Linked DNA regions of Mus musculus: all the other regions are linked to region 3. Evidence: chromatin contacts called from public Hi-C and HiChIP or PLAC-seq data. All regions are on one chromosome and are shown on one strand. Each heading gives the region's core, a stretch centred on a gene start, on an enhancer-like site or on the middle of the called end of the contact. The rest is flanking DNA. Distances are from core to core; before and after follow the strand shown.

What was found. A called contact is a pair of places that touch in the nucleus more often than the background predicts. HiChIP or PLAC-seq counts read pairs in DNA pulled down with a chosen protein or histone mark.
Region 1: a Hi-C map of cranial neural crest shows a contact between it and region 3, with 3 times the contacts expected there. The contact joins the enhancer-like site here to the promoter of Flrt2 in region 3. A contact is called at or near these places in 2 of 39 promoter capture datasets (both in the 3T3-L1 cell line), 7 of 484 Hi-C or Micro-C datasets (3T3-L1-derived adipocytes, adipose-derived mesenchymal stem cells, cranial neural crest and 4 more), 4 of 115 datasets of contacts at active chromatin or transcription factors (bone marrow-derived macrophages, embryonic stem cells, fibro-adipogenic progenitors and 1 more) and 2 of 9 other capture datasets (adipose tissue and liver).
Region 2: a Hi-C map of muscle stem cells shows a contact between it and region 3, with 3 times the contacts expected there. The contact joins the enhancer-like site here to the promoter of Flrt2 in region 3. A contact is called at or near these places in 2 of 39 promoter capture datasets (both in the 3T3-L1 cell line), 21 of 484 Hi-C or Micro-C datasets (the C2C12 cell line, adipose-derived mesenchymal stem cells, cerebral cortex and 7 more), 2 of 115 datasets of contacts at active chromatin or transcription factors (bone marrow-derived macrophages and fibro-adipogenic progenitors) and 3 of 9 other capture datasets (adipose tissue, liver and pancreatic islet).
Region 4: a contact with region 3 is called in an H3K27ac HiChIP or PLAC-seq map of embryonic stem cells, with 2.8 times the contacts expected there. The contact joins the enhancer-like site here to the promoter of Flrt2 in region 3. A contact is called at or near these places in 5 of 484 Hi-C or Micro-C datasets (embryonic stem cells, uterus and ventricular fibroblasts) and 8 of 115 datasets of contacts at active chromatin or transcription factors (bone marrow-derived macrophages, embryonic stem cells, heart atrium and 2 more).

Annotation. Positions count from the first base shown.
Region 1 is chr12:95,462,278-95,468,485 of GRCm38.p6, reverse strand. No RefSeq gene overlaps it. Among named protein-coding and RNA genes, the nearest start is that of Gm26055, 86 kb to the right of the region's middle. Within about 2 kb of position 1,610, at least 12 of the 459 cell types and tissues checked have an H3K27ac peak or open chromatin away from gene starts, as enhancers often do.
Region 2 is chr12:95,484,713-95,491,689 of GRCm38.p6, reverse strand. No RefSeq gene overlaps it. Among named protein-coding and RNA genes, the nearest start is that of Gm40551, 71 kb to the left of the region's middle. Within about 2 kb of position 3,144, at least 21 of the 459 cell types and tissues checked have an H3K27ac peak or open chromatin away from gene starts, as enhancers often do. A contact at or near this core is called in the C2C12 cell line, adipose tissue, embryonic fibroblasts and 3 more, where this site is marked.
Region 3 is chr12:95,688,423-95,694,696 of GRCm38.p6, reverse strand. Flrt2 (fibronectin leucine rich transmembrane protein 2) reads right to left here and starts at 2,471. Exons shown (of 2, transcript NM_201518.4): 1 at 2,082-2,471.
Region 4 is chr12:95,432,445-95,439,013 of GRCm38.p6, reverse strand. No RefSeq gene overlaps it. Among named protein-coding and RNA genes, the nearest start is that of Gm26055, 57 kb to the right of the region's middle. Within about 2 kb of position 1,468, at least 10 of the 459 cell types and tissues checked have an H3K27ac peak or open chromatin away from gene starts, as enhancers often do. A contact at or near this core is called in embryonic stem cells, where this site is marked.

The DNA.
Region 1 (6,208 bases), core at 361-2,860, 230 kb after region 3:
TTGTAAAATGCCTTGTTTAAAGAATGATGATAATACATTCCTGGTAATGTTTAAGAAAAGTATCTTAGGTTGTAATGAGAAAATGCTTCTGTTTTCTATAGTAATTGAAGAAAAGAATGTGTCTCTTTTACAAACTTTTACTATAAGATAAAACAAAGACACTGGTCACTAAATAAATGACATTTTTCGAAACATGAGCCTTGTGGGAAATTAAAAAAAAAAAAAGTAAAGATGTCGTCCTGAATAAATATTATGCTTGTGATAATAAAGGGACAGCAAAACTTTAAATTGAAGTCATTATCAAAACCAATTGAGGTTTTTAGAACTGTCACATCCTAACATTCAGGACAGCCCTTAGCCTCCAGATACCAGAGAAAGAACTTAATAATATGCTTGCAGTGAACTCCGTGGGAGTCTAGTATCCCTCTACACTATCTGAGTCACAAAGCTCTCAAATACTGAGCTTGACGCTCAACCATACTACAACCTGATTGAATTCCTATATATTCCCTTCATACCCCAATGGTGATGCTTATAAAGATGGCAGGAGGGTTGCAACACGGCACTCTGCATCCCTCGGTGGAATTTAGCCATTGAGATTTTCACACAAGGCTTGTTCGTAGGTGACATTTGTATTCCATTTTTAAATAACACACCAACCTCTGTTGATAATTGTACTTTAATAGGCATAGCTAGCCGACCTAGCCACCCTTCCTTTTAAAGCCCTATAAACATCTGCCTTAAGTAGGGTCGCGGAGTTTCCATCTCCTTGTTCAGCGTCCAGTCAGGGCAGTGAAGTCTCAGCAGAGTGAAGGCAGGAAAAATGAGACGGTTCTCACAATTCCACAATAAACCATTGAATCAGATTAGGATACCGCAATGAATCTGTCACCCAGAGGTCCTTAACAATGCAGAACTCCGATTCCATTCCACCTTTACAAGGTGGAGCAGGAGGCTACATTTAGGAATCTGGATGTCTGAAATAAAAGATTACTTCTGATGCCAGGAATTCACTAGCTGTCTCTGTAAGAAGTCAATTTAAGTAAATGAGGCTTTTGATATCTTCCCTAACTCCCAACTTCCTTTTAAAAATAACCTTTGAGTAAGGGAAGCTATAAAGTCATCACCCTGTTCCTGAAGACAGTAGGTAGCTGACTCATCATCTGTCCCACGGGCACTAATTGACATTTATCCTCTGTGCTGACACTTCCACAGCCCCCACACTTAATGATGGCGCAACCCTGTGGCTAGAAGTCTCATAAGTGGAAATATACACAGCAGTGGTGGCCTTTTATTTATATACTCATTTCAAAGAGAAGGCAGGGCAGTTAGCTGTGCGCAGTCTGTTTACTAAACAGAGTTTAAGCAATGGGCATAGACAGGGATCCTTTCAGCTTAATGTCTACCAGATGATTAAACAAGTTTCCAGTCGGCTTCCTCCCCGCAACCTCGCCAGCAAAGCAGCAATACCTGTAAAATAATTAGGGTAGAGCATGTGCTTAATTTATTCCAAACATCGCAAGATTTTCACATTAGCATTAACGGCTTGCTTATAGTGGGACCCTTGAGGCTACATAAAATAATAGGAAGCTCAAAAGTTACAGCGAAAAAAGGAAGTTTTTTTTTTTTTTTTTTTTTTTTTTTTTTTTTTTTTTTTTTTTTTAGCTCATACTGCTCTGGGTGTGCGACACCAAAAAGATCCCTGGTTCAATGTTCACATTGTTCTCTCCAGACAGCACTAATTTGTTTCCAATTAAAAGAAAATGGATTGCAAATGACTTCACAGAGAAGCCTGGTAAAAGGCATAGGCTTAGCTTATACAATGTTGCCTCAGGAGTAGCATTTTTGCTGCGGGGCACTAATCTAGCCCTGGGTTGTGTAAAATAACCATGTCTGAGGAGAATAAAGTTACTTTGCTGATATATTGTGCTGTTGAAGCCAGTCATTACCGTGTATGTGGGTAATTTTTATAAACAGTTGGATCCCATGGATGGAGATTAATAAACTTGTATCTCAATTTATATTGACTAATTGTTTAGGCTTAGCCTTATTTTTAATAGTATAAAGCTTTCCGTCCAACCCCTAATCACAAGAGAGTAATTGTTTCCTCATGATACTGACTTCTTTGGTATATAGGCAATGAGCTATGAGGAAGGCTTCTGATGAAATAAGAGAAGGCAGGGAGAAAAGACGTATTCTCACTGGTAAGATTAAGGCACCGTGGATATGTGACCTTCTCAAAACCCCCCAAAGGAGAAGCTGGAAAAGCGTCCCACTCTCTCTGTATGTACTAACACATCCCGGAAGCAGCAGGATGGAGATGTGCTGCAGCGGGTGTGCTGGAAAGGGAAATTTCCTTGTGAAGTTTGGGGTAAGCAAAACTGGAGTTTACTGATATTCTCTGTCGCCTTTGCACAGTATGGAAACTGGGATTTTGACAGTGCTTGGCAAGAAGCAATATGCAGATTCTCCCAGGGCATTGTGGTCTAAGGAATGGGTGGGTATAATGTAGAATTAACTAACCCAATGCATTAAAAAGTCCTTGTCAAAGTCACGTCTTTAAGAATTGTTACTCCTAAAATCTGAGTCAAAGTCTGAAACTCAGGGAACTCAACTAGCTGTTGCCCTGAATTCTGATTTGTTACAAATGAGGAGAAAGCAAAGGAGGGGGATTCCAATTAAACTCTGTTTAAGCAAATCAAGGGGGGATTATTGAACAAAAAGATTGCTGTGTGGGGGAGGCTGTATTTGTCTAAGTTTCTTGAGCTTGAGACTTTAACTTCAGAGATTGTCACAGATGGCAGTCCTGATGATAGGCTAATACACCACACATATATGATATATGCCACTATTCTTCTAAAGGCATTTCTCTGAAAGTTAAACAGAAAAGCTCTTACTTAACGGGGAAATCAAGCAAAAAGCAACTAATGTATTATTTCAATGTAATGTAGAAAGATGGGGCTCACTCCAATTGCTGGTTTTACTGATTGAAACCTTCTTATATGTTATTATGGAGATAGTCATTTTATAGAAAGGCACATAAATTTGTATGTTTCAAACACAATCCCAAAATTCCTGGTTCTTATGCTCTAGGACAATAGCCAGCCTTATGTCTACCCCAGCAATCTGATCCTTATTCCCTTTAATTAAATTAAGGATATTTCTGGATCAACAAGTATACTTTGAACTGGTCTTAATATCTCACTGAACCTTTCATTAATTAAAGAATTAAAGTCTCTGACAAGGGCCTATTTTTGAGTTACTTAGATGTTGAGATATTTACTTTTTGGAAAATTATACTTTAGCAATAACCAAAATGTATTTGTCCTAAGTCACTGATGAAATGTAACATAATCTTAGTTTGGAAATTCTTTCACAAAATTAGTTTTGTACTCCAACATTTCCCTAAGTAGATTACTTCTCTTTGCAAAAAATGAGCCTGTGATTGTCTGATGCTCTACTTAGTTCTTTCTGCCTCTAGGGCCTTTGAATTTCCAGTTCCCTGAGCTACTCTCCAGTGCACAAAGCACTCAGATCTTCATTTATTCTGGTTGGCTGAAATATCAACTTCTTGGAAAGATAATCACAGTTATTTCTGAAGAAAGATCCTTTCTGTCATTTGAGATAATTTGTCTTCATAGATGTCACATTATATATACCTATTTGTTTTTTAACTGTCTTCCTTCATTAGAATATAAACATTATAGATCTGGTGCAGATTTATTTTTGTGTTTGTGTCTGTATTGCTCTCCTGGCCACGTTTATGTTATCTGACACAGTGTTTGTAGGAAGGCAGTTAGAAAAAGAAATGAGAAATTTGAGGCTACCAAATGTATGGCTTTGAGATAAAATGAACAATAAGGACAGGTGGAAATGCTCACTTAGTACTGGCCAAATCACATTCTAAATACCATTGTTTTATATAACTTATTTATATATTAAAAATGTATAAATAACTTGCTGTGTCATCAATAATTACTACTTAATAAAAAGAAGAAGGTGTTTAACTTGTGTTAATTTATACAAGAAAACTTATTATCTTGATGGTAAACAATGCATTCAGGCAATCCTTAATGAATTTTGATTATGATGATGATTATCAATATTATTATTAATTATTGTTTATAAAGTGTCCTCCTGTAGAAGCTATAGGGCAATTTTTATGGGGTTTTTCTTTCTGTGTTTCTTTTAGAGATCAATCCTAGGCTATTAGGTTTGCACTGAATTAGTTTTGACCTCAAAATAGATATAAACATTTACTCTTTTACTGTATATCACTGTATAACTTGCTTTTGCTTTTTTCCGTTACTCTATACCAAGTATTTGTCTCATAACAAGTATTGAATAATATGAATTGTTGATACTTTCCTTGCTTGCTATGTTTCAGAAACAGTCTTTGTACTAAATGTGTGACTTTGGGTAACTCTGAAAACCAGGCATGTTCCCTGATGCTTGCAATCTCAACTTTCAGAAGGGTAAGGCTGGCAGCGGGAAGGGTTGCTTTGCTGGCAGCTTGGACTATAGAGTCTGATGGCAACTCCAGAAGTGAAAGTAAGCAACAACAACAATAAAATCTGTGTGTATGTGTGTCTGTTTGTGTGTGTGAGTGAGTGTGTGTGTGTGTGTGAGAGAGAGAGAGAGAGAGAGAGAGAGACAGAGAGACAGAGAGACAGAGAGTGAGAGACAGAGAGACAGAGAGACAGAGAGACTTTGACCTAAATGATGTTAGTGAACGACAAATTCTTCCCTGATTCTGGAAATCTCTCTCCAGCCATGGCAAAGTCATGGCAAAACAGGGACATCTGAGGCTAATACTAGCATTGCATCACTTTAAGTGACAGCCTGGCATTCTGTGGGAAAGTAAGACTGCAACCTTCAGTGAGTGTTTCTGCTTTCCATACTTTCCTGCTTCTGAGTGCATCCCTAAATGAGTGATTCATTTACTGATCTTAGGCAGCTAAGGGGTTAGATAGAAGGACTGCTGTTTTCATGGGAGCAGTTGTTAAGAGTCATAGTGTCATGCTTTGTTCCACCATTGTCCTGTAAGAAGGTGGGAAGAAAAACAGCATCTGGCCTATGTTAAGGAGTATGTAAAGAATGGGAAACAGACAGAAATACAGAAGGAGGGAAAGGAAGAAAGAAGGAAGAAAGGAAAGAAGGAAAGAGAAAAACATACAAAACCCTAGAGTCATCTGATTAGTCATGTGGCTTCTTTTATTTTTGCGGAGGATCTTTATCCCTAAAATGTACAACAGGTGACCAATATGAAGCCAACTGAAAACACCTCGGAATATCTATCTCCTTTGAGCTCTTACAGAGCTAATATGATTTGGCAATGCTGGTCTCAACAGGAGAGTGCTTTCTGATTTCTTTTTAAATATAAACTGTATCCCAATGTAATATTTTGAACTTTTATAAAAGCATCTTGTTCAAGGGAAACATGGTCTGTTGTTTTGAGAAACAATGTTCAAACTATGGCTGATAGAAAATAAAAGCTTTCTGTTTGAGAAGTAGACACTTCTATGCTCTTCTTTATTTCATAGTACTGAGAGTAGAAGTCCAGAAAAGGTCTTGGGTGAACTGTTCTCTTCCCTTTATAGTGGACAGGGGGATGCTAACCATAAATGTCTTGTCTTTAACTATCTAAACTGAGTGAAAACCTGGGATGGGTACTAGAGGACAAAGGAGGAGATATCTAGGAATATTGCTTCAATAGCCTAAAGAAGTGTGTGAATTTTCCTCATGATAAAACATATGTCCCAAAACAGATCCAGAATTCTATGGAATTGGTTTCATATCAAATTATTCAACTTTGTCAAACAGAAGACAAAAAATATGCTACTTTCCCCAGGTAATGATAAAAGCTCCCAAAGAGCCCTTGAATCATAACATGTTTAACTTTTTAGATTATAGGAGATAATTTTGCTAGGATATGTCTTCCCCGAGGATTACAGAATTTGATCGAGTACTTCTATTTTGCCAAGGGCAAAATCACTTTTGTACTGAACAAATAAAAATTAATATCTTATCGTTGAGGTATGTAGAAGGATTTCTTAGCTTTGGAGAAATTAAATAGAAAATAGACCCGCACGTTTTTAACTCCTAGGCAAAAATGACCAAAGAAAAAGTAATGATGGCGAAGGACAGAAGGAAGAAAAGCCTTGAAGCACCTGCCCTCTGCTTCAAAACAGAGGAAGAAAGGTGAGCT
Region 2 (6,977 bases), core at 1,895-4,394, 200 kb after region 3:
GAAAGAGAGTCTGAAACAAAATGACTCAGAGTGTCTCAACTGGTTAAGTGTTAACAAGAGGAATAATTCACACATTTAAGAGATACAAAACATTGCTTCAACAGCACAATTCTTTTTCAATCTTACTGAGTTTTCCTGGATTAAAAAATAATTGGAGTTAAATAGAAACAATAAAACAAAATGTAATTCTGAATTAGTTTGCACTCTTAGTTAGCATGAATTGTTAACTTGAAAAAGTATACAGAGCTATAATAGAGGCACTACCTCAGTTAGATTGGCTTATCTGCCTATCTGTGGGAAAATGATTTGATTATTAATTGATGTAGGAGGGTCTAGCCTATTTGAGCAGTACCACCCGTAGACAGATAGCCCTGGGTTGAAAATAAACCTATTTAAACATAAGCCTCTGAACGAGCCAGGAAGTGGCACTCCTCCATGTTTTGTGCTCTAAGGTTCCTGCCCTGACTTAACCTCAGAGATGGCTTGTGACCTGGAAATGTATGCCAAATATATCTTTTGCCTCTCACATTGGTTTCAATCAGAGTATCTTATGACAGAATCAGAATGAGACAGGAAGATGCATGTTGTGTCTTCTTAGTAGCTCTAGGAGAGAAAGGACTTGACTTCTCAAGAACTCTTTATAGACTGTGATAAGTGATATGTCCTACAGTACTTCGACATTCCACCAGAGTTAATTCGCCCTTCAGTGTTTCATGCCTCCTAGAATCATTTTCTTTTGGCATGATCGCCATCGAAAATAGAGACAATATCCCATTCTAGCTCATAACCTAGAGGCTGTTACTGAAAGGTAAGAGGCAGACAAAGCAGGGGTAACGTGATAAAGCAGTGACTGGAGACCTAAACAGCACAGGGCAAGGCAGTGTCAAATGCCATCATGCTACTCAAAAGCCAGAGTTCAGAGGTGGCATTGATTCAGACAATTTATACTTACTATTTGATGTAACCCAGTTGACTGAAACCACATATGTGAATCCACAGATAAGGGGGCACTACTATGTGACAAACAAAAGCAATAAATTAAGAATATAATTAAGTAAATACAGATGGACTCCTAGTGCTTAATTACTCCAAATCTCTACACAGCAGCATGATTCCTAGAATATATACCACCCACCATATCTACAGACTCTTAGAGTCCACGCCCTTTACAGATTTCATGCTGAAAGCATTCTCTTCCCTCTGACAGTAATAATACACAGAAATACCAAAGAAGGATTTTACACATGACAGGTACATATCTTTTAATTCTTAATTCTTAATCATCTTTTCACCAGTCAAAGTATAATATGCCCATACTAATAAAATATAAGTTAATATATGTCATGAATATCATTTTGAATCTATCTTTTAATAACATTTATTCTTAACCTAAATAGACAGGTACATTTAGGAGAATTATAAGAGCACATGGCTCAACTGTCTTTTAATAGTCCTTAATTAGAGTAACAATTTAAACAGAGGTCTCTACAAAAGCAATGATTAACTTCATTTCAAGATGACTGCCATATGGAATACCCTTTTCCAATTTATATAATTGCTGTGGATTGAATGTGAAATGGGTCAGGTATTTAAACATCAGTTCCCTAGCTGATAATGCTGTTTGGGAAGATTATGCAACCTTTAGAAATGAAACCTTTTGAAGGAAGTACATCGATGGGACATCTTTGAATTTATGTAATCTGCTTCTAATGTTTTGTTCTTTCTCTGCCTCTTGAGTATGAATACATATGATCACACTAATTAGTGTTGGTGTTACCATGTTTTACTTGTCATGATGGGCTCAATACCTTTAGAACTGTCCTTGAGTTGTTTTTCCTCGGATATTTTTTCATAGTAACAAAAATAGACTAATTTAGTAACTATGCATACTTAGACTAATTTATTAATATTCTTAAAGGAGAAAGATTAAGCCAGACTGTAACTTTAGAATTTTTTAATAAATATGCTATCCCTCAGACACTTTACCTTACTTTATTTATTTATTTAATTTTTGGTGTTGTGATTTTCCACATACTTTATGGATGTTTATACATGTGGGCGATGACGACATGTAATTTATGAGGATGGCTTGTATTGTCCTGGCTGGTGAGTCACTTCTGAATACCACAGCAGTTCTGATAAATCAGTCTGCAGTTGCAGCACATTTCTTTCTTTGAAAAGGAAACAGAGCCCATTTGGCACATGGAAAAACCCTCCTTAAAACCTCCCTTTCCCAAGGTTTTGGGAACATTTCTAATTTGAGCTTCACTGGAGGACTTCAATCCCATTTACATGCACACAAAATAGATATTTTTATGTTGCATCTGAAAGAGAAATTGAGAAATCCAGGGTGGAGAACACAATGAGTTACTTGGCATAAAAATTAAACTGGACACCTATGTCCCTTAGCCACCATCTTTAGCTATTGAACATCTACCATGATACGGTTTCTACCTCATAAAATCATGGTTACTTTAATTTGTTAGGTCACATTAAACATCCATGTCAGATGAAATAGCAACAGATCATTGGATTAACATTTTACTTCAGTGTACTCAAATAATGTACGATTTATTTCAAGTTCAATATACTTAGGAAAACACACACAAAGGTCATGTTATCCATATACTTTATAGTCATCATTAAGTAAATGACTTTGGCAAATGTCTATCTTTATAGAAACATCAATACTGTGGGTTTGGAAGTCATGGAGGTGACAAAGCAGTGACCAAATCTTTCTTACTCCTACTGACATGGGTCCAAAACAGAAAAGAAAACATAGTGAAATTTTTGCACCAGTGCACAAGGCAGAATTTTCCAAAGTGATAAAAATCTAGTACTGAAAGCAACATCCCCCACACAGTTACTTTTACAGCAAGTAACGGGACATTTTAAGAAATCAACCACATAAACACTAGGAGAGCTGGGAAGTTTGTTTTCAGGAAGCCACAAAGCTCAGGACCTGTGCAAAGACAGAGCACAGTGTGCTGCTATTCTGGTGACTCCACTGTTTGTCTGTCCCTCGAGTTGGTTTCCAGCTTGTCAAATTCAGTTGGCTTTTCTACTTTGTTCTCCCTACAGAGGAAATCCGATGAACTCAGCTCATATTTTCCTAGCCTGCTGGTGAGCAATGACTGCTCTCTGAGCCATGAAGCAAATGGAATCACACAAAGCCAAGAATGTTAGAGAGGAGACAAATATGGAGCCTGGTGTAGAAGAGTCCCATTTCTCCTCACTTCCTCCTAACTTCCAGAATAAAATACCCCATTGATTCCCACCACGAATTCTGTTCCATGGTACTCAAAGAACTTCAGTTCTAAGTTCACTGGGGAGAACATACAAGTATGGTCATCTGTAACTGTGCTGAGTTCAATTTTTTTCATTTCAGTCCTAGACTGTGTCTAGCAATTTACACTTACTGTTGTCATTCTCTAGGTATCTTAAATGCACAGTTTATGGCACTCACTGTCATTGCTAGATTCTCTGCTGAATTCCCTTCCAAAGCAACTTCGTTTGGCTTGGTAATTTTCACAAGGTGTGTTGCTAAGGTATGTGTGAGACACTTTAGCCTAGATAAGTGCTTCCTAGAAGGGGACAGAGAGCAATATTAAGTCATAGGAGACTTTTGACAGACTGTTTTGGAAGTTTGGGCTGTTGTTAAAAGTGAGTGCTTTTGAGTGTAGTTAGTAGAGACACAGACCAGGGATGTTGCATGGCATCCTGAAGTGCATAGAACAACTATTAAAAAGAACAAATTTATGAAATTCCTAGGCAAATAGATGGACCTGGAGGGCATCATCCTGAGTGAGGTAACACAATCACAAAAGAACTCAAATGATATGTACTCACTGATAAGTGGATATTAGCCCAGAAACTTAGTATACCTGAGATATAAGATACAATTTGCAAAACACATGAAACTGAAGAAGAACGAAGACCAAAGTGCGGACACTTTGCCCCTTCTTAGAATTGGAAACAATCACCCATGGAAGGAGTTACAGAGACAAAGTTTGGAGCTGAGACAAAAGGATGGAGCATCTAGAGACTACCATATCCAGAGATCCATCCCATAATTAGCCTCCAAACGATGACACCATTGCATACACTAGCAAGATTTTGCTGAAAGGACCGTGATATAGCTGTCTCTTGTGAGACTAGGCCGGAGCCTAGCAAACACATAAGTAGATGCTCACAGTCAGCTATTGGATGGAGCACAGGGCCTCCAATGGAGGAGCTAGAGAAAGTATCCAAGGAGCTAAAGAGATCTGCAACCCTGTAGGTGCAACAACATTATGAACTAACCAGTACCCCGGAGCTCTTGACTCTAGCTGCATATGTATCAAAAGATGGCCTAGTCGGCCATCACTGGAAAGAGAGGCCCATTGGACACGCAAACTTTATATGCCCCAGTACAGGGAAATTCTAGGGCCAAAAAAAAAAAAAATGGGAATGGGTGGGTAGGGAAGTGGTGGGGGACGGTATGGGGGACTTTTGCGATAGCATTCTAAATGTAATTGAGGAAAATACGTAATAATAAAAAATATTAAAAAAAAAAGAACAACTCCCCCAAAACAGCATCTACCTAAAGTTTCCAGTAGTGTCCAAATTGCAAAGTCATGTTATAGAGGCAGTTGTCACAACAATCCCAGAAGGAAAAAAATATGCTGGCTAATGATGTATTGATTAGTATTCAAGTCAGATGAAATTCTTAGAAACTACAGACACACCAACTCTATTCAGGCTCATTAGATGGACTGTTCAAGCAACAACACATGTCATCCCACGTTACATTCTTTGCTAGTGTATACAGATTCTGTCACACAAACCTTTAGAGAATCTAGTAGACCTGGAAATTTCCTTGTATATCTTGCAATACTCAGTATAACAAGAACCATGAAAAATTTCCCAAAATATCCTTCCCAGTATGCTTGGAGAAGCATCTCAGAAGGTTGAGCTAAATAAAAATTCTCATGCTCACTTAGACACTTGGTCATCAGGCCTGATATAACCAAAAACTACTTCAACAAAATTAGAACTGCCTACTCTACTTGCTTTTTGTAAGTGCATGGAATTCAAATAGAGGGAATGATGCATCCAGGGAAGGAGCTAACATTATCTCTTGTGTGGTGTGTGTTGGGGGGGATTATTTTCTTTATAACAGTCTATGTGCTGGCTTGGGATAAATTATAAAACTGAAACATATTCTTTCACTGATTAGATAATTGCAACTCTCAAATGAAATTTGTGTCTCCCTGTGAGTGTAATTTTCCTTTATGCCAATGACAGCATACAATGCCAGGACCACCCTCTGTGCTTACTAACTATTTTCCCAATGTGTGAATTTTCTTAACTCTTTATTGTTATACAACACATATGGAGAATGCATTAACACTCCCACATTCCTATCAATAACAATAGGATGGATATTTTTAGGTAGCTATGTGCTAGACAAAAGTAGAATATGGATGTGAAAATCTAATTTTCCTAAGTCTGTCTGACTTTCCTTACCCAGGAGGAGGAAAAATGAGTGCTTTCTTACAAGCATTTCAATCCTATGGAGACCATTCTTCATTACCAAAATTATCTTTAACTTCATTGGTATCTAAAAGCCTGGTAAATCCTTACTTTAGAATTTTCTTAAAGTTACAACAGCAAAATTATGTTCAGCACTTTTCACTATTAACTATTGAAAACAACTTAAATATCTATACATATATTTAAATTATATGATGTGGTCACTGTAATATTCTTCTATGGACAAAAAATGTACAACTGAGTCATAGAAATCCTTCCTGCTTAGATCCTGGCCAACTCTTTCCAGAGAAAGGTGCTTTCACAATTCAATTCTGATACTTCAAAGATCCCCCCTCCCCACCCCCACCCCTGCCACCTTCCTATAAGAAACTCATCAGACTCAACCTCAAGGATCAGCTCTTCAGTTCACAAAATGATTCCTGCTACTTTGCAAATTCTATAAGGTCTCTTCCTGATTTATCTGATGTTTCATTGCCTGTTTGAATGCACACTTAGCTATGAGATTCTGTAATCTCTGGGTGTAGACATTTATATATAGGGTAACTACATCTCATGCCATCTTTATTTTTCCCCATTAATAAATTAATTAATTTACTTTACATTCCTTATTTCTTTTTTTTCCTTTTTTTATTAGATATTTTCTTCATTTATATTTCAAATGCTATCCTGAAAGTCTCCTACACCCTCTCCCTCACCACCCTGATCCCAAACCCACCCATTCCTACTTCCTGGCTCTGCCATTCCCCTGTACTGGGGCATATGATCATGACAAGACCAAGGGCTTCTCCTCCTATTGATGGCTGACTGGGTCATCCTCTGCTACATATGCACCTAGAGACACAGTTCTCAAAGGTACTGGTTAGTTCATATTGTTGTTCCTCCTATATGGCTGCAAACCCTTTAGCTTCTTGGGTACTTTCTCCAGCTCCTTCATTAGGGGCCCTGTGTTCCATCCCATTGATGACTGTGAGCATCCACTTTTGTATTTTCCAGGCACTGGCATAGCCTCACAAGAGAGAGCTATATCAGGGTCCTGTCAGCAAACATCCATCCTATATACAACCACCAAACCCAGACACTATTGCATATTCTTTACATTCCTATATCTGCTTTCCCCCTCTCCTCCAGTCCCACTCTATCACCTCTGCTACCCCTACCCTTTTTCTTCAGAGATGGGGAGACCTCAACCCATTAGATCCTTCCCATGTAGGCTTCTGTTCTCTAGTTGATGGTTCAGTTTCTGGGAAAAAAAATATGGGCCCAGATTAGTTGATTTTGTAAGTTTTGTTGTGGTCTCTTTGATGTCTCTGGCTCCTTGAATCCGTTTTCACCCTCTTCCACAAGAGTCCCTGAGCTCCACTTAATGTTTGCCTGTGGGTCTCTTTGTCTGTTTCCATCAGCTGCTGGGTGAGGCCTTAAGATTATCGTTATACTTGGCTCCT
Region 3 (6,274 bases), core at 1,222-3,721:
GTAGAAATTAGAGTGTGGCATCATATTTAGACACATCTACTTTCCCCCATTACCCTGCCTGCTCCTGGAAAGAGAGATGTTCCGTAGATGAGTTGTCTCCATAAATTACAATAGACAACTGACAATGACCGCTTCAAAGACTAACCAGCTCTACAGTTAGGACGTCCAATTGATACAGCTTTCTCACTTGCGAGTCTCTTTGCAAAGGTTAAAGGGTAATCTAAGAAATGGGAGACATGACTCTTTATTTGATCCACCCCCACCCCCTTTTGGCAAGGGGATGGTGGCCTGGTTTGCTCCCCCATTCATTGCTGTCCCCGTGTCTCCAGCAAGTTGTGGTCCTGTTTTAACTAGTCTGGAGACCGGCGGAATACTAACAGAAGGGGGAGGGGGAGCAAGCCGTCGCCTAGCGTTAGGCTGTAGAGGCGCACCGTGGGTAGGGCCCCGGGAAAAGCGATTTACAACTTGAAAGCTGGCCTGGACCAACTCCCTAGAGATGTCCTCTGCTCCGGGGGCTGAGAACTTTGGCAGGGGCGTTGGCTATAACGCGCTGGAGATGGTTTCCGGAGGAACCCCCGAGCGAGACCGCACTCCTTGTCCTCAGTTCAAAGTCTGAGTCACTTGGCAGCACTTCCCCAATTGTTTTTATTTCCTTGCAGTGCTGTTGTGTCTGCTACCTTCATGGATTTGAGCTCTTAAACCCTGGTAAGGCGACTTGGAGAAACGCCCGATTTGTCTCCCAAGCCACACAGGGATCCACCCAAACCCGCCGCGACTCGGGCATTCTCTCACATTGGCACACACCACTGGGGTTCAAGAGAGCTTGCCACCCTTCCCCGTGCTTTATATATACAAAGGAGGCTAGAAAACACATAGACATACCCTCGTCTGTCTTTTCTCCAAACTCAAAGTGTAACCTACAAATAACCAGGAGAGAATGGAGCTCCAATGGAGACTTTAATTTGAGAACAGATAGTGAGAGTCATCTTGGAAGCTTCCGAAGTAAAGTGCCAAGATAAGAGTGGTGATGTTGATAGCCTTCAGGAACAACTGCCCCTGGTCGCCCAAGGCGCCTGGCAGGCCACATGATTTATCCAAATAGCAAGTGTGGGACCAGCCCTTCCAAGACAGACTTAGCTAGCTGGGCTTCTTAATCATGGAAGAGATTACAAGAAAAAGTGACCACACTAGCTCTCAAAACTCCAGTAAGAGCCCTGGGCTGTTCAGCTCAGAGGAGGGCTTTTTCCAGGAGGCCAGAGTCTAGTGGAGGCTCTAGGGCAGCTGGATAGGTCCGTCCCCCTTACTACTCTGGGTATCTGCATTCAGCGCCTGAGGGCATAGAAGGACCTATCTCCGCAGCCCAGGCACTGGACGCAGGGAAAGTGGACTCCCCAGTATCGGGATCTCCTGGGGACTTTTCCATCCCTGACCAGTAAGGAAAGCACAATTACACCAGCTATGGAACTACCAGTTCTGGTGCAACAGCAGGGCAGGAAAGGTCCTTGGCTTGTAAAAATCACGAGCGATTGGAAAGAAAACGAACTAGCATCCCCAATTTAGTGGGGAATTGATCCCGGATTTCGGGCATAGGGCAGGTAGGGGCTTGAGATACTGAGGCTTGATAATAACACTTCTTGCATTCAACCCAGATGGGTATGGAGGGTTGTTACTTACCGGACTTAAGAGAAGCATTCTAAGGAAATGAAAGGCTGTTCTAAGCTTAGGGGATTTGGAAAACTCCATTTAGGATCGATGCTTTTGGCAGGTAGCAAATGAGCGATTTTACCCACAACTCGGTTACAAAACTCCCTAGAGGACTTGGAATCGACTTGAATGTAGAAGGCGCAGCCCCCCCCCCCCCCACACACACACACACATACACACCGGGTCCCCAAGTAGTCGGGGTAGATAGAAAAAGAATCCCATTTTCTTTGCGGATAAAAAGACAAAACATAGAACACCCACCTAGTGACCACCCACCACTTGTTCAAAAGGGAGTGGGGGTCCAAATAATGTGGTGGCCATGTAAAGAAAGCTAGGGCAGTCACTAGAAATTTCACCTGGCACAGCAATCCTTTTACCTGGCAGCCTTGTCTCCTTAGCTCATCCGAATCCAACCGGGTCCGGGAGGTGGAAAGGGAAGAAGCTAGAGCGGCAGTAGAGGGACTCCCCGGGCATGGTATTGTTTTAGGGGTCGCCGCCGAGGTCCCTCCTGCCCATCGTTGAGAACTGCCAGTCTGGTCCTGAGGTTCAGTGGACGCGGTGACCGGTTCTGCGCTGCTGCCTCCACGTTCTGGAAACTTGGGACAGAGGACCAGATAAGAGCGCACCTGGAAGCAGAGAGAGAAAGAGCTCTCTGCGTGTTTGAGAAGCACTGCCCTTGGTGTTATCTCCCAGCGCACATTCCTTGGTGGTGACAATGGATGACGCCAAACTCACAAGTGATGGCGACTGCTTTCAAATGTACAACTAACTGCAAGGTACCCGGCAAGACAGAAAGCTTTGCTCACCTCCCACTCCTTTCCCTCCCATCGAGGAGGGAACTGGCTTAACCCTGTGTTCACCCTACACTCCGGATAGAAGCTAGATTGCGCTGAGAAACCACAGACGCTGGCTTTCCGGGCAAAAGCTTTGTTCACGTGCAGTTCCAGTGGGCGTGTGGCTGTCTAGGGGCACTTGGGTGGCAAGGTGCCAGTGGCGCGCTTTCCGAGAGAGACTCGGAGATGGGAAGGAACCTAACGTTTCATCCGGACCAGACCCAGCCCTCACAATCTATTTTTTTTTTAACCTCCAGTTACCGGATTTATTGAAGTTGCCAGCAAAGTTGGCTTTTATTCCTTTACTTCTGTGTCCCCCGCCTCTCATATAATTTCCTTGCCCAGCTGCGCTTTGAAGACTTAGAAATCTCTGATCAAGCTCTAACTCTTAACAGAGTTTCAAGTGCAGTGCGAGAGGAATGGAGAAGGGGACCCACCCACTCCTGCCAAATTTAAATGAAACCGCAAGGAGAGTGGCCTCCCTCCTACCCATCAGAAGCTGGTGTCAACTAAATGACATCAGTTAAATAAGAAAGAGTAAAACACCTGAAGACCGGGTGGAAAAGAGACAAGAACGAAGTTGGTATGTGATTGGGTAAACGAGCCTAAAGAGAAAGGCATGAGTGGAATAAACATAGAGAGGGGGAAAAAAGAATACAAATGCAAAAATTAAAAATAGGGGAGCAGGGCTTGATATATATCAGGTTAGTTTTAAGGGCGATTTGACTAACAATGTCTCCTCAGCTCCCTTGGAACAGGTTAATTATATAATGAACAAATTCCGGCTTGGGTTTAGTGAACAGCTTTGCCTATACATTCAGAACTTCCAGAAAGTTAATTGAATAAGCAGAGAACCCGTCTTGTTGACCCAGAAAAGAAACTCAGGCCTGAGAAAACTGTTCTCTTCTGCTGTAGCTTTCTCTGTCAAATGAGCCCAGACACTGTGATCTGAGCACAAACGTACAACTGTTTTTCTCAGGCTCTATTCTTCAGTAGGAAGCTGTTAGACAGTGGAATAGGCATTGCTGAAAGGGGTTATTTTAAAAGGGAGAGCAAACCGCGCTTTACCACCGAATCGGTGCCTCCTCCGGACCCAATATACCCAACCCGATGTGAATGGCAGAAACTGCAAATGCCCATCTGAGCCCAGCAGTCCTGAGAGGCCTCTGGAGCTGCCTCAGACTTCAGCTTGAAGAATTCCGTTGTAAATCCTTCTGATTTGCCAAGGTGGCAGCAGAGCATAGCAATAGCTCCTTTGGTTCTTGAATCAGCAAAGCTCACAATTTAGGACATATGCATTTCCACCGTTCTTTAAATATCCATTCTTCTGTGCAGTTATGCATATGTGTCCCCAGAACCTATCATCCTCTATATCCTTCTTCTGAGAAGACAGTATATTAAGCTCATTCTTACAAACATATATTGGTTAACCAACAAGATGAAACCCTAAACAGGCTTGACATTGTGATTCATGCTACTGGAAACAGAATTAATCCAGAAAAGGAAGAGGGGGTGGTTATTAATAAATATAATTTCATTTTCCAGTAATGATGATTCAAAAGTATAATAAAGTAGTGCAATGAGCATATCCTCCTTTCTAAAAAGCTATGGGTGTTGTTGTTATTATTATTATCATGATTTTTATAAATGTAAGAAAATACTACTGGAAGTGTATGTAGAGAAGCAATGTGATAAGTCGTAAGTCTGACTGAAGAGTCAACTTAAGGAATGCATGGAAGTGAGGTCAGACAGAACAAAAGTCTTGTATTTGAAAAACAAAAAAACAAAAACAAGATAGCCAGAACATTTCTGAACAATAAAAAAGTTATTTTTGAAGGAATCACTTTCCCTGACTGCAAGCTGTACTGAAGAGCAATAGTGATTAAAAAAAGAAAAAGAAAAGAAAAGAAAAGAAAAGAAAAGAAAAGAAAAGAAAAGAAAAGAAAGAAAAGACAAGACAAAACCTTCATGGTATTGGTATAAATACAGACAGGTTGATCAATGAAATAGAATCGAAGACCCTGAAATAAACCCACACTCCTACAAAGCATACAGTAGAAAAAAAAAGCATCTTCAAGGAATGGCCTAGGTCCTTTATCCCTCCCTCCCTCCCTCCTTCCCTCCCTCCCTCCCTCCCTCCCTCCCTCCCTCCCTCCCTCCCTCCCCCCTCTCTCTTTCTTTCTTTCTTTCTTTCTTTCTTTCTTTCTTTCTTTCTTTCTCTCTTTTTTTGGAGAGCTTCAAACATGAGCATTGTTACCTACATCACTTGCACCATCTATGCCTCAAATTAACCTCATGTTCCTCCCTCTAAATCAGTGGTCTCATTAATCATTGTTACACACACACACACACACACACACACACACACACACACACACGGAGAGAGAGAGACAGAGAGACAGAGAGACAGAGAGACAGAGAGACAGAGAGACAGAGAGACAGAGAGACAGAGAGACAGAGAGACAGAGAGAGACAGAGACACAGACAGAGAGACAGACAGAGAGAGAGATGGAGAGACAGAGAGAGATCAATGTGTCCATTTAGCATAACTTCTATATCTATGCCTTAAGGTCTACCTATCATTACCTATCTGGGATTGAATATCCCATAAGACACCTGGTGGTTGGAAAAGCCTGATTCTCCTCTCATCAGCCACTTGTAAGTTTGGGACTATGTGAAATTTTCGTTGTCCACACAGGCGTGTCAACCGGCACTGGCATTACATAGATTTTGTCCAAGCAATCACATTATGAGTTTTCACGGGTACATTTGTCCTGTTATGCTTAAGGATTACTATCTAACATCAGGCCTCCCGAGATTCTTGATCTTCCAACTTTTCTGACTAAATTTCCATAATACTCTTGGAGCTGTTTGAGTGTAGATGTTGCACTGCAGGTGTTTCGGTTGTGACTGGACACCTGCCTTCCCTTATTCTCTGTATTTTGACAAGTTACCGACCTCTATAACAGTCTTCATCGGCTGCAAAAGAAGCTGCTTTGTTGAAGGGTAAGAGCTACAGTAACCTGTAAAGATAAGTATTTATAATATGCTTGGGAAGCATATACGTTTTGGAAAATGGCAGTACTAAATTCTTCTTCCTGGTTTATGATCTCTCCAGCATCTCCAGGTTTACAGTACCAGACATTAATTCCTTCCTATTGAGCAGGCCTTAAGTCCGATTGCACCATTGATGAGTGATATCTTGCCAATGCAGGCGTTTTTGGTGGCTGACATGAAATTATAGCTGGTAGGACTTACCTATTACCCCTCTCCCTCAGCAGTGTGCAGAGCATCATCTGGTATGATGAACACCTCCAGTATGTCTTTGAAAGATTGTTCCACACTCTCCCTTCTCTACTCAATTTGAATCAGTCTTCAACTAATCTGCATTAAAATAGTCTTTCTTTGATCTTCTTTGTGCTTCCCTTCTATTCCTACATCACATTCTTCACTTGTTCAAAACCTCAACTAATTTATGCAAACATAGCAGTCATTATACCCATGGCTTCTCGTCTCCCTCTGTCACATTTTCCCGAGAGAGTGCTGTTCATTTCAATTTTCCATAAAGTGATGTTTAACTATCTGCAGTTTGTCTCTCAACTAGACCTTAGCATCTCAAAGTATTATATTGGTTTCACGCTTCTATTTCAGTTGTACATAGTCCATCATGCTTCCCCTCACCAGATGCTCAAAGATGGTTTGATTTCACAAATAAGCCTTCTTTGCCAGGCATAGAA
Region 4 (6,569 bases), core at 219-2,718, 250 kb after region 3:
AGCATGCAGTAAGGTTAGGCTACCTTCTAGAACAGTCTCTAATCTTCACATAGGTTATAACAGAATCAAAAGGACAAAGAAATAAAGCAAACTCTGAGATCCTAATCTCAAAAAATTAGAGTAAATTAAATTCACATTAAAAATAACTGAGAATGAACTCTATTTGGGGGGGGGGCATGGGTTTCTTTTTTAAAATTACATTTAAAAAAATTTTAAACAAATTATTGATTTAGTTCATCTATTTAGAAGCTATTAATTTTAAAATGCACTAGAAAAAACATAGGAGTTAAAAATGTAACTGGGTGGTGGTGGAGCATGCCTTTAATCTCAGCACTTGGGAGGCAGAGGCAGGCAGATTTCTGAGTTCGAGGCCAGCCTGGTCTACAGAGTGAGTTCCAGGACAGCCAGGGCTACACAGAGAAACCTTGTCTCAAAAAAAAAAAAAACAAAAAAACAAAAAAACAAAAAAAGTATCTTGTCCTGATAAAAGAAACGCTGGATCCCTTTACATCATGCTCTTCAACGTTGTCTTAATAGAAGCATGCAGATGTCCGTTTCTAACCTTCTCCAGAAGAAGCCAGGAATAAGAAAACATGCCTCCATGATAGAGGTATAGAGAATAATTTCTGTCACCAAATTTGATTTCTGAAATCTTACTGGACTTTAAAAATGTATTAGAAAATGGCCTAGAGACCTGACTATGTGCGCATTTTGTATGCTGTATACAAATAATGTTTGTTTATTCGCAAATGCACATGAACACATATGAAAGACTGGGGGATCAGAATCAAGTATTTCAAAATGCACTCTTTCTAAAAATCAGTTATAAATCTTGTTGATTAATTGTACAAGTGTAATGATAAAGTCAGTTGAATGAGGCATTTATTTCACATACAAAGATTTATGTTGTTCTTTATAAAGTGTCAAAGACGTGATGGGGTTGCTTCAGAGATCCTTTAGTGACAGTCCACATTTGACTGATGATGCCTTATGAGTCAGGTCATGTGAGATCATTTCAAAGTCGTTGGTTCTCTATTGTCTCTAATTGCAAATACAACTATATATTTCCATGAACAGATTGCTAGATAAATGGAAGCAGGGAATTATACCCACACCAATAAAAACAGATAAATTTGCTATATGTTCAATATACATAGCCTACTCAAAGAGAAGGCTGGATATGTAGCTCTGCTGCTAGAGTGCTTGGATAGCATTCATAAAAATTTGTGTATAATCCTGTTTCAGTAAATCTCCAACCCAAATATGCCCCAGAAAAGAAAACACAACTCAACTAATATGAATACAAGCTGTGTGCCTAGATTGGACAGATCTACCACTACACTACTTACTATCTTCCCCATCCATGAGACCCCTTATAAGCTGCAGATTCTCCAGGCCACTCGCTTCTGCTCTGCTTTCCTTCCACCTCCTCCTCTGTAGTCCTAGTCCTCTCTCTCCCACACCTCCTTCTTCTCTCTCCCAATTTCCAGCTCCACCTTCCCTTTTTCTGTCCAATCACCAGCTGTAGCCTTTATTTTGCAAATTAAGGTGGGAAGAAGGTTTACAGGAAATCACCTGAGTGCTGACTCATTCCTTGTTCAAAACCCCTTAGAAGAGAACAGAATTAGCATCAAATTACAAATAGCCCGAGGGCTATCAGCAACACAAACACAAGCACCATGTAAACACCAAGCTTGGTGACACCAATCTCCAGCCCAAGAACTTGGGAGAATCAGAAGTTCAAAGTTATCCTCAGATACATAGTGAGTTCAAGGACAATCAGGGCTGCGTGAGATGCTATTAAAGAAAACAAAGGAACAAACAACAACAAGAAAAAAAAAATAAAGAAGACTTGGAAGTTCAGCAAATCTTGGAGGGTGGGACCTTCCATGTGGTCTGAGAGTCACAGTACAGAGCCAAGAGAATATTTTCTTTCTTTTTTTTTTTTTTTCAAAAAATGCATAGTAATAAACATTTTCTTTTTTTTTTATTAGTTATTTTTTTATTTAAATTTCTTTTTTTTTCCATTTTTTATTAGGTATTTAACTCATTTACATTTCCAATGCTATACCAAAAGTCCCCCATATCCACCCTCCCCCACTCCCCTGCCCACCCACTCCCCCTTTTTGGCCCTGGTGTTCCCCTGTACTGGGGCATATAAAGTTTGCAAGTCCAATGGGCCTCTCTTTCCAGTGATGGCCGACTAGGCCATCTTTTGATATATATGCAGCTAGAGTCAAGAGCTCCGGGGTACTGGTTAGTTCATAATATTGTTCCACCTATAGGGTTGCAGATCCCTTTAGCTCCTTGGCTACTTTCTCTAGCTCCTCCATTGGGAGCCCTATGATCCATCCATTAGCTGACTGTGAGCATCCACTTCTGTGTTTGCTAGGCCCCGGCATAGTCTCACAAGAGACAGCTACATCTGGGTCCTTCCAATAAAATCTTGCTAGTGTATGCAATGGTGTCAGCGTTTGGATGCTGATTACGGGGTGGATCCCTGGATATGGCAGTCTCTACATGGTCCATCCTTTCATCTCAGCTCCAAACTTTGTCTCTGTAACTCCTTCCATGGGTGTTTTGTTCCCAATTCTAAGGTTCTAAATCCTCCAGTATTTAAAAGTGTGGAGGATCTATCACTATTTTTCTCTCAATTGTTTTCCTCTTGAAATGAGAACACTTGTTTCTTGCTTACAACACTATTGTATTTTTAAAGCACACAGATTATCTGATTTATACGTTCTTAATCTGGAGATGAACTGTGCTTGGGATAGACCCACTTATCTGTCTCCCTATGATGTTTGAGTTAGGCAACACTTACATGAGAAGCTTCAACTTCAGACTTCTCATTTTACACCTGAACAAGTTAAGCCTTCTGGGGAGATTAGCATGGGATGAATGTAGTCTGTATGAATAAAGAACATGGATTTTTTTTTTCCCAGAGGAAGAGTTTAGCATGATGAAATATCTGATATCCTCCTTTGTCAATTCACATGCTGAAATCTCAGTACTCAATGAGATGACTAGTGAATGAAAATACAGTCCTCCTAAATAAAACTAGGAACCTTGTAACAGAGACTGAAGGAGGGTCTCTTCTGCTTTCTACACTGGAAGACCCCCGTAAAGCGATGCCTATCCATAAGAAAGCAAACCATAGTAGTTTGTCTGGAATGTAACCTCCAGTCCTGTGTATGAAAGGCCTGCTCTCTAATGAGACCCTACTGAGAAGTGTCAGAACTTTAAATAGGTGGAGCTTACTGGAAGGGCCTCTGATCATTGATGATAAGAGCTTGGATTATGTGTCCCCAGACTATTCTCTTTCTATTTTAGTACCTGGTCAAGGAGTAAGTGGATTCACTCCCTCATGTGCTTCTACTATGAAATACTCTATCCATCACCTAACAAAAATATGGCCAGTTGACGATGGGCTGAAATTCCAGAGACACAGTTATGGTGGCAGCTGGGCCATAGTCTTCCCAGACATAGGAACTGTGGAAAGCCAGCTTATTTTGTTGATAAGCTACCTATTTCATCATAATGCACTGTAACAGTCTAAAGGGTCTCAAAAAGTAACACACAAATGAGATGGTCATAGTCACACACACGGAAAGGCAGTGCATCTAGTGAACATGGACCACATTCAGCTCTCCTGCCAGCCACACAGCTCTTTCCATTCTCTCTCAGAATAATTTCCTGCGCAGGCAGGCACCTCTCTGTGACTGCCTCTTCTTCTCTCCTGCTCTTAGTTGTATCCATTAGCGACCATAGCCCCTGAACTCCTGTCAGTGTCAATGATTAGTTGGCTTTTTGTACTCAGAGATACAACAATATTCTGTCTAACTACATCCTTTACTTGAGTATTCCAATAAAATTATGACATTTGGTTAAAAGGTTGCATATCATTTACAAAAAAAAAAAAAAAAAAAAAAAAAAAAAAAAAAAACCAAAAACCCAGACCTGAAAGTACTTTGATTGCTGATTCAAATAGTAAATGTGATGCTGGATATGATGTATGAATGTTCCACTTAGGGCTGAGTACATGAAAGCCTTTTTATTCTCTTCACCTATGAATATAAGTATAAGTCATTATGTATCATTTTAATAATATGCCCATTTAGCAAAATAATAATACTGACTTATCTCCTAGGGCCTATGCCCTGCCTAGTAACGGTTTGGGTTTTTTTGTTTGTTTGTTTTTGTTGTTGTTGTTGTTGTTGTTGTTTTTGGCCACTATAACAATTCCAGTTATAGTTATACATGAGGCCTCCAGTCAAATCAGACAATGATTGGTTAGTCCAGTAATATTTGTGCTGATTATTGTAGCAGTGGGCATACATTACCCTCATAGTTGTTGGTATAACTTGCAGGATTCACAGCTGGGTGAGATTGAGAATTACTGTTCGTTCTAAATTATTGACTAATGGGGTCACATCATCTTCAATATGTTAGAAGCTATCACAAATACTCTCGCGATGCTTTACAACCTACAAGAGAAGGAAGTAAGTCTAAAATATCATGTTATTTGTCAATCAAGTTATCACCTAGAGATTCCAGTTGCCCTTAGCATTAACTAGTATGTCCACCCAGTTATGAGCTGGAATATTCACAATAAGAAACTGAAATGGAATGGTACTTTAGATGTAAAACCACCTTTCTTCTAAAATGTATATTAAATAATTACCAATGAAATCAATATAAATTTAATAAATTATCATTGATTTTTAAAATATGAAACTCCAAGTATATGTCTTTGTTCATTTAAGTTCATTTGTTGGGTTTGTGGTGGAAGCCAAAAAAAAAATTTATTTGAGACACAGAAGCTTAAAAATGAAAGCTTGAATTTCGGAGTGTTTAGGGAAGCAGCCCATTTAAAATCTGAACCATGTCCCTGAAGGGAGATGGGAAAAAGGAGGATCCGCATAAGCTGTTGCACTGACCATGTTTTAACACAAGGAGTTAAAAACAAGGACCTAATTCAGGTCCCTGGGATTCAGGGTCCTTGAGTCAGTTTTTGCAGTCATGTCTGGTCCTGGAATCTGACCTGGAATTTAGACTGATAAAGGAACAAAGGAGGGGGAAAGCTGACCAAAGTCAATTGAACCAGGAAACCAGGAATTAGGAAGGATAAGGAAACAGAGCAGAGGGCAAGCAGCACGTAGTCAATTAAGTAGAGAGTCAGGAAGCACACTGATGACTAGTGTTGTGCAGACCAAGGTCTACATAGCAGGATAACATCATCTTCCCTCTTTAGATCTTTTACTGTTTAACAGACAAACATGAAACATGAAGCAGGACAGGAGATGGGTTCCAGGGACTGGAAATAAGAATTCAGTTTCAAACCTCCTAGCAAAGTGGAACCTGAGATGGGTGGACTCAGAAAACTACCTCCGAACACTTGGTCATACTAGAGTGGAATGCAATTTTATAAAACAGGTTGAATATAATCACAGCAGTAATTCAGCTTTATAAAGACACACACAATTGTGGGACTTGAACCGCCAGGCTATTGAAGGTGAAAGGCACACTCTACTACATGAAACATTAGGTTCATAAAATTTATCTGGAACATTCTGTGGAACTCAAATATGTACTTCTACTTTGCTGGATTAATTTTGAAAGTGGCAATAGATAAATTGGCTTTCATGTGTTTTGACTCTTTAAGAAATTCCAACACCTGTGCATCATGAAACTGGTCATTCATTGAATGAGCTCTGCCTGTCTTTGCATATAACATGGGTTGTTTGCTTCTTCTGACAATTCTTCAAGGTCCCTATAGATATAACCTCATATGTATTTTAAATAATTATCATTTTGTGTTAGATATTTGTGATAAACTGGAATTAGTATTGATGTTTCATCCCACAAAAGTTTCCATCATAGATATATCATCTTGGATTATGATTTTGCATACAGCAAAATAACTCAAGTGTGAGCTTTATTTATTTAAAAATGTATGTTACCAACAGCAGTGACTTTTTTTTAGTTTTCTACAATATAAAATAGTTTTATATCAATGAACTAATCAGACTAGTATTCACAGTTTCTACATTAAGTGAATATGTAATTCCTTTTAATAAAGAAGTTGAAAATAAAGAATGGAGCTCAGTTTAGAAATTGAGAAAGTAAAACCTAAGGAGACTGTTGTATTATAAATGCCATGTCACATATAAGCAAACACACACACACACACACACACATACACACGCATACCCCAAAGCCTAAGTAGGAGACAGAAGATAAGGGTGGACACTTTTGCAGCAAACTCATGAATAGATGCAAGACTTACTCTACTACTCATCAACAAGACAATGGACATTGCTGATTTAAACTTTTGGCACTTACCCTCCATTGTTTGAAAACAAATATGACAACCTCAAAAGCTGTTGTCAGTGTGCTTGGAGGAATTATACAATATATCGTAACATAATATACACATATATAACAAAGCAGTGTATGCATGTGTGTGAGTGCCTGTGTCTGTGTGTCCACACTGAGGCCTCAAGGAGTGGGAAGACCTGGCTGGAGAGAGGTTGGGAAGACATCCTCTTGGAGACAGGGGGCAAGAAGCG